Regions from separate parts of the Sus scrofa genome. Here region 1 is linked to region 2. The links are chromatin contacts, called in public Hi-C maps. All regions are on one chromosome and are shown on one strand. The core of a region is the stretch at or near the end of the contact, and the rest is flanking DNA. Distances in the headings are between cores, read along the strand shown.

Evidence for each region. A called contact is a pair of places that touch in the nucleus more often than the background predicts.
Region 1: a Hi-C map of heart right ventricle shows a contact between it and region 2, with 2.2 times the contacts expected there. The contact joins the promoter of ZMYM3 here to the promoter of SNX12 in region 2. A contact is called at or near these places in 1 of 5 promoter capture datasets (liver), 3 of 47 Hi-C or Micro-C datasets (embryonic fibroblasts, heart right ventricle and liver) and 1 of 2 datasets of contacts at active chromatin or transcription factors (alveolar macrophages).

The regions. Positions count from the first base shown.
Region 1 is chrX:57,277,359-57,281,324 of Sscrofa11.1, forward strand. It overlaps ZMYM3 (zinc finger MYM-type protein 3), which reads right to left and starts at 2,069. Exons shown (of 25, transcript XM_021080504.1): 1 at 2,041-2,069; 2 at 1-218. The coding sequence starts at 199.
Region 2 is chrX:57,106,349-57,110,685 of Sscrofa11.1, forward strand. SNX12 (sorting nexin-12) reads right to left here and starts at 2,288. Exons shown (of 4, transcript XM_001928070.5): 1 at 2,000-2,288. The coding sequence starts at 2,164.

The DNA of each region.
Region 1 (3,966 bases), core at 819-3,318, 170 kb after region 2:
CCAGGCCAGCAGGGGTATCAAGCAGGTCCAGGGCTCCTGAGGATGGAGAAGGGCCAGGGGGCGCCCATCCTCGAGTTGGGGCAGTCTGGGATTCCAGTAGATCCTCTCCAAATTCCATGTCTACTGGAAGGTCTCCAGCCAGGGGCTTCTCTGGCAGGGTCAACGGGTCAAACGGACTGGGGAAATCACTGGGGTCCATGAGGATGACTGGATATGGGCTGCAGATTAGGGGTAGAAGAGGGGGTAGGGGTAGAAGAGGGGGCAGAAGAGGTGGTCTTCGCCAGAATTCCTTCTAATACAGGCTCTGGGACACACCCCATTATCCACTTGGATTTCTCCTGAATCGCCCCCAACACAACCGACAAACCTTTCCAAAGGCTTTAGTCCAAATGACCACTCCCCCCCTCCCAAATACAGCGCCCCCTGTGGGGAGAGGCGTTCCCCGCCCTGGCCCAGTGCCCACACTCGCCGGGCAGGCTGTCGTTCCACTCGCCGCGTACCCCCGCCACCCCACTGCAACTCCCTGATCCCCTCCCCCTTCACCTTTCACTCCCCCCGCCCAACTCGGGCTGAACGCCCCCTTAGAGTCTCCTAGGGCCGTTGCCACCGGGAGCCTTTCCCGCCCCCGCGATTTCAGTTTCTATCCCCTCCCCTCTCTCCTAGAGCCCCCCAGCTCCCCAGTCTTTACCCACCCTGTCTGGCCCCACCCCCACCTCCCCGCGTTGCATGGTCCTCTCAGCCCTTCCCTCGCCCCCACAAACTGCCCTTCCTAACCCCTCCCCCCAGTTACCTTTCAGGGTCGCCCACTTTCTCAGCCCCGTCCCCTTTTCCTAGAGCTCTCCCAGTCCTCCTCCTGTTGCCCACCCCCCACCTCAGGCATTTACAGGAAGACATTTTGGAGCTACGATCTCTCCTTGGACCCCCCCCCCTCCCGGCTACTGCGAGTTCCCGCCTGCAGGTTCGGTTCGGCTTGATCAGGCCCGACCCCTACCTGCGGCAGGGTTAGTGTAACCGCTACAAGCCTAGAACTGCAGACAGCGACGGCCCCGCGCTCCTTCTCCACCTCCCTCCCTAGCAGCCGGGACAGGGGTCGCGGCCCCTTTAAATGGCAGCGCCGCTCACAGCGCCCAGCGCTCTGCACCAGGCGGGCGGGCGGCGCCAGCAACCAACCCCATTGGCTGGCTCGTGGAGGGGGCTCGCGAGACAGCGCCGGCCCCCGGCGCGAGACTCCCAGCCCAGTGGACGCCTGGAAATTGCGGAGTGGAACGTAGGCACTGGAGATGGAGCTTGAGCCCCCGCCCGGGGCCCCGTTAGTTGAGAAGGAAAAGCTAGCCTCTGGAGCTCAGAAGCCCGCCCCCCGGGAAAGGCGGCACCCCCTTTACACCAAAGGGCCGAGTACAATAACCCACAAAAAACAGATCTACGCACCTGCTTCCCTTACCTGGCTCAAGAGTCTGGCCCCCCGTCACACCCGTGCCCGCCCTATCTCCTGGAGCCCACTCTACCCGTGATCCCCTCCTCTCATTCAAATGGTTCCCGGTCCCCTCCCCCTACCCGTGTCTCTCTCCGCTTCCCACTCGTGTTCAACCCCCCGGCGTCCGCCCCCCTCAACAGTCCCTACCTACGCCATGCAGCAGGCGCCTGCCAAGATTACCCTCCCCCCAACCCCACCTCTCCGGGGCCCGCCCCCTGGGCGACTGCTGGGGTAATGAGTGACAGCGGAGGGTGGGGGGAGGCAAAGGACCCAGCCCTCACGTGCCCCTCCTCCCCTTGTCTGCAGCCTCGGGCCCCCCTAACCATTCTGAGACTCATAGTTGTGGGGTGTCTTAAGCCTGGTCTCCAGCTACCCAGGGCGGGTTAAATGGCTCTGGCTCAGTGACAACGCCTATGCAGTAACCGTTACTGCCTGATGACCCCAAAACCAGGTCCTGCAAAGACACTCCCCTACTCCTTCCACGGTCTTAGGGTAAGTTCTGGGATCTTCTCCCTGAGTCTTCCCGCAGGAGCCCCCTGCGTTATCTCTTCTGTAGTTTTCCTCACCAAGGCCGACAGTCCTCCTTCCTCCTTTCTATCTCTTGTCTGTCTGTCTCTCTCTGTCTCTCCTTCCCTCCCTCCCTCTTTTTCTGTCCTTGTCCCTCTCTCCCTCTCCCCGCCTCCTTCTCTGGCGCGCTCTCTCTCTCTCCCGGTCTCTTTTTGTCTCGTCTCTGTCTCTCTGGCTCTCTTATGCACGAGCACGCACGCGCGCGCGCACACACACACTCCCCCTCCTGGATGGTCCTTAGCGTGTGGGTGTGGCTGGGGTTGAGGCTGGAGAAGTGGGGTAGGGGGAGGGGGCATTAGTATTAGGCCTACTGGCTTTAAAAAATGTGTGCCAGGATCCTTTCTCAGTCCCCATCAGAGTTAGGGCACTTTCCAATCCCCCCTCTCCACTTTCCCCCTCTGACCCTTAAGGGCTGAAGAGTATTTGGTGTCTGAGATACTAGAAGAGGCTCAGGCTGGACAAGAGTCCCGCCACATTTTTAGAAATACACGTAGGTTTGTTGTCCAGTGCTTGCTCTGGCGTGCCTCTTGCTCTGGGCCTTTCTTCTTTCCCATACTAAGCCTTTCCTAGCCTTATAGTCCTTGGGAGTTTTATCCTCCCTTGTCTCATTCACTTTCCCAGAAACCTTATCCTTCCTGTTCCCCCCATGGCCTTGAGGTTATCTTTGCTCTCTCCCATATACAGAGATAAAAGCAAGAGTTTTCCCATTCAGGTTTTCCAAGCCCAGCCTTTTCTTTACCTTAACCAGTATTCTGTGTACCCATCTCCCACCTTCTGGTTATTTCTGTGTCCTTTTACCTCCTTTTGGATTTTCACTTTGTTGCATCACAGTTGGGCCGCCTCGTTCTTTTGTATTGCCTGCCCTTCTCAACACATGCTTGGATCTCTGGCTTCTCTGGTGGTGGAGAATGCCTGGTTTCAAGTTGAGGGGAGACAGTCTAAAGGGGGCATTGATGGTGTGTATTCAGAGGCAATGTGTGTGAGCTCTGGAGACCAGGATTCTAATCTCCACTCTGCCTGCTTTTTAGCCATTTGATTTTGGATACATCACTTGTCAAGTCACTAGGTCTTATTTTTCTCATCTTTAAAACAGAGATAAGAAAACAATCTAAATGTACGGTAGGAGGTTGGGCAAATCAATTTTGGTTATATTCATACAGTGGATGTAGTCATTAACAACAATATTTTTTAAAAAGCTAATGAGGCAGAGCAGAGGAATTTCTGGGCAGTGAAACTATTCTGTATGATACTATAGTAATGAACACATGTTATGATACATTTGTCAGAACTCATAGAATGTAGGATACCAAAAGTGAACTCTTCCCTAAACTATGAGCTTTGAATGATAATGATGTATCAATGTAGGTCCACCAATTGCAACAAATGTACCACACTGGTGGGGGATATTGATCCCTCAAGAGAGGCTGTAAAGGAGGGAGGAGGTGTGGGGCAGGGAGTATATGGGAACTTTCCGTACTTTCACCTCTATTTTGCTACAAACCTGAAACTGCTCTAAAAAATAAATCTATTAAAATGATACAGGAAAATGCCCTTGATATAATGTTACACTTTTTTAAAAAAATATGTTTTTTTTCTTTTTGGGGCAGCACCTGCGGCATATGGAAGTTCCCAGGCTAGGGGTTGAATCTGAGCTGCAGCTGCCAGCCTATACCGCAGCCACGTCTATTCATGATCCAAGCCACATCTTCGGCCTATGCTGCAGCTTGTGGCAACATATGATCCTAAACTTGCTGAGCAAGGCCAGGGATCTAACCCGTATCCTCATGGATACTACTTGAGTTCTTAACCCACTGAGCTACAACGGGAACTCCCAATGTTACATTTTTTAAAGGAGTTAAAATACAATACTTTGTAGAGAAATTCTATATATGTAGAAAAAGTCTGGAAAGAAATACCGGAAATAA
Region 2 (4,337 bases), core at 1,038-3,537:
AAAGTGTAGTGGAAAGAGTATGATGGGCTTTGGATCAGATCAACCTGCATTCAAATCCCAGCCCTGCCACTTATTAGTTATGTGTACTTGGGCAAGTTAAACTGCATTCTTCCTGAGCTTCCTATCTGTAAAAAGGGTGTTTTTGTAAGAATTTGAAAACTAAAACTTGGAGTTTCCATCGTGCCTCAGTGGAAACAAATCTAACTAGCATCCATGAGGACACAGATTCCCCGGCCTTGCTAAATGAGTTAAGGATCCAGCGTTGCTGTGAGCTGTGGTGTAGGTCACAGACGCGGTTTGGATCTGGCGTGGCTATGGCTGTGGCACAGGCCAGCAGCAACAGCTCCGATTAGACCCCAAGCCTGGGAACCTCCATATGCCTCGGGTGCAGCCCTAAAAAGATAGAAAAAAAAAAAAAAAAACTAAAACGTAATTCAGTGCCTGGCTCACAGTAGGCACCAGATGAACAGTCCCTGCAGTTATTACTAGTCTGAAGAAGAGAACAATTCCGTTCATAATCCCTATGGTTCTTGGGTTATACATCAAGACAATGTCTTCAAAACCCTACAGCAGAGTTCTTAAAATGAACAAGTTACGCCCAGGCTTCCTCAGGTAATTAGGTTCTCTACCACTAACAATTCCCAGCTTTTATCATATTTTGAGGGATCTACCTCCCATTCTTCCCCAGAGAGATGATTTCGAACAGTCCTGATATAGAGAAGTTTTTCTCATTTTTTGCTATCAGCGTTTCTTCAGTTTGGACTTCTCCAAACTTGAATTTGGAGATGATCATTTCTCAATTTGATTTCAAAAACCCAGATGGGAGAGCACACTCTCTCATTCAATTCATTCAATCAAAAATGAAAGCACATACACTCTTTTAGGTCTTCAAATGCTGTTTGAGCAGCATGCTGTCCATAGAGAATATTCTGGCCCTCTAGTCTGAGAAGAAAACATAAGGAAAATTAGAAAACGGCTCTCAAACTTTTTGCCTGTAACCACTTCAATGGGGCCAAAGAACCTGCAAACCATGTACTCTGCACATTCCACCCTAGCGTTGTGGACTAAGAACTAGAGAATAAAGTCCTCTGTAGTGCACACTGGAAGAAGCCATTCCTGGGGCAGTCTTGAAATGTCAGATGTTAAAGTTAAATACAGACCAGGGATTAATATAATGAATCCAAAAGGTTAACCTAGAGCAGAAAGGGCAAACGGCCATTTATATACAGAAAACCCAAATGAGAGCCAGTAAATATTGAAATAAACATTCTGGATACTTCAAATCTAAAGGGTCAGCACAGGATGAGGGCAGCAACTAACAAGCCACCAATCTGAGTGCAAGGTCAGGTTTTCCAGTGAGCATGTAGTACCTGAGAAAACTTAAGCATAAAACACTTCTCTCCTTCAGATGTTAATTCTACGCAAGTCTGGGAAGCACTCAGTCCAAGGGGACTCTCCTAGAAGAGTCTCTCCACCAAGCCCACTGTCTTCCTTTCCTGGTGTCTCTCTTCCCTTTAATCCAGGCTCTGCTTAACGCCATCATCCAGGGAGACCTCATTAGGAGGAAGCCAGGCCTTCCGGTTCCCCCTCTTCAGGTTGACTTCCCACAACCTAGTTTAGTAATGGGACCCCCGCCTTGGCTTGCCATCACCAGCTCTTTTCCACTCTTCCTTAACCCCTTGTGTTGCTACAGTTCTGATCCCTATTTCCTTGAATATATCACTCTAATCCTCTCCATCCTCCCTACCGCCTTCAGTCATGCTTCATTTCTTGCTCATGGCTACTTGCTTTCCCTCAAGCCAGTCTGATGTCCCCCTCAGGAGTTTTCTGTATCCTCGGGCCACAACCGAATGTGCAGACCTCTCTGCAAACCTGTAACACCCCAACCCCCAAATGACCCCTCAAGTGCCTTCTCCACCATTAGCCGTCCCTATGGCAGCCTCCTCCCCGCCCAGCCGCCCGGTCCTCCCTCAGCTGTCTCCCTCACCCCGTGACTCACCCGCATGCGAACCTCATAGGTGGTGAAGCGCGCCCGGCCCACGCCCACCGTCTGTGGATTAAAGATGTCGATCTCCAGGAAGTTACTTGGCGGCCCGTAAGCGTCGGTCAGGTCCTGCGGCTTCGAGTTAAGGCGCCGAGTGTCAGCTACTGCCGTGTCCGACATCTTTCCGAAGGAGAAACCGGGACCGGGGAAGGGGGGGTGGGGGACAGAAGCCGGAGGCAGGAGCGCGCACGGCCCCTCCCGCTTGCAAAATAACCAGCCAACCTACTGACGGCGGCACCGCGTACGCGCGCCCACGCACGCACGCACGCACGCGCACGCTGCCGCTGCCCGGGGCCGGGCACTCTGAATAGCGGCCATGAGGTCGTTTGGAAGTGCTGTCGGAGGAGGCCTCATTCAGACTTCCGGGCGGTGTTACTGGCCGCCCCGGAACCTGCATTTCCAATACGCACACCCCTAGTGTCCTGGGAAGCACTATAGGCGAGATCCGCCAATCGCTGCTCCTCAGCCCAAGAAATTGTCTTACACCATGCGTCAATCTGCAGTGGGCACTGCCCCGCAAGCTTGGATTCTGCAGTGATAGGCCGAAGCCCCGTGACCTGAATAAGTACCGGTTTTGCACGAAAGTAGAAGGGTGGTCTCCGGAGGGTGGGGTTCCGACAATAGTATTAAGAACCTAGAACGCAGCCCAGCCACTTGTGCTACTGATAGTTTCAATTCATTTCACACGCAATTGAGCCCTATTTATGGTGCCAAAAAAGCAGTGAGCATGAGGTCAAAAAAGACGATTTCTCATTCTCACTTCTTAGGAAAATTTGGGCATATCTTTATCCTCCACTTGTTGCCACATAAAAGCTAATTTCAAGTGTTCTCAGCAAACCAAGGGCATTTCTTTCAATACCTTCTATTTCTATTCTGCAAAACTCCACACTTGGCACTCTGAGGTTGCTTGCTTGCAGCCCGTAATGGAGATAGAATATGTGTCTTCATGAGAATATCTATAGAAATACTAGTATTTATATGACAAATTTACACATAGCCCATTTAAAGGGAGTAGCGCCCATATCAATAGTGCTAATTTTAGGTCATCCTTTCTCCTCTTTGCACCAGCACTCTTCTGCTCAAAAAAAAAAAAAAAAAATTCCCATGTCATTTATGCCTGAAATTCTTTCAACGGAGTACAAGGTCCTATAATTTCACAATTAAGTTATTTAATTCAATTTAACTGATATCTCCTAAGCAACTACTCATGTGTCAGGCACCGTGCTAAATACTAAAGACCTAGAGTTCAGTAAGAGTCCCTGCCCTCAAGGAGTTAACATTCTAGAAAGGGAGATAAGTGAATAAAACTATGATAATGTGACAAATACAAAATAAATGAATGTTCAAAGCAGTGCAGAGGACATGAATACTTGGAGGAGTTAGGGAAGGCTTCCTGGAGGAGGAACTATGTGAGTTTGACACACATGAAAAGATGTAAAAGACAACCAGGAGTAGAAATGGGGAAAGGTAATTTCTTGCAGAAGGAATAGCATATGCAAAGGCATCCAGCTAAGAAACAGCATGATATTTTAGGAAATTGTCATCAATTCAGGTTGTGTAATGGAAGTACTTAGAGAGGTAGGCTGGCTGGGGATGGGCAGAAGAGGATCCTTCTATTTAAAGCAAAGGATCTTTGACTTTATGATGAAGGCAATAGGGAGCCACAGAAAGATCTTCAACAGAAAAAAGACATGATCAGATTTGTGTTTTAGAAGGATTCTTTTGCAGGCAAGATGGAAAATGTAGTTGAGTTAAATGTGACCAATTATGAACGTACATATGGTAGCACATGGATCAGGTGGTGGGAATGGAGAAAAGGGAAAAGGCTGAGATCAAGGAAATAAAATAGGAGTTGTATTTGATTAGATATAGTGGTAATATAGTATAGAGCTTAAATATGTGGGCTATGGACTTAGGCTGCCTGAGTTTAAATCCTTGCTTAATAGCTGTATATCATTTTTTTAAGGGCCACACCCACGGCACGTGGAAGTCCCCTGGCTAGGGGTGTGGGATCCAAGCCACATCTGTGACATACACCACAGCTCAAGGCAACACTGAATCCTTAAATCACTGAGCAAGGCCAGGGATCGAACCCAAGTCCTCATGGATACTGGTTGGGTTCCTTACTGCTGAGCCACAACAGGAACTCCCTTAGCTGTATGACCTTGAACATGTTATCCAACAAGTTTTCCTCCTCTGTAAAATGGAAATAAGACTAAAAGCTACCTCTGGGGTTTTTGTGAGAATTAAATTAAATTAAATATGTGCTAACAGTAAGTGTTCAGTAACTATT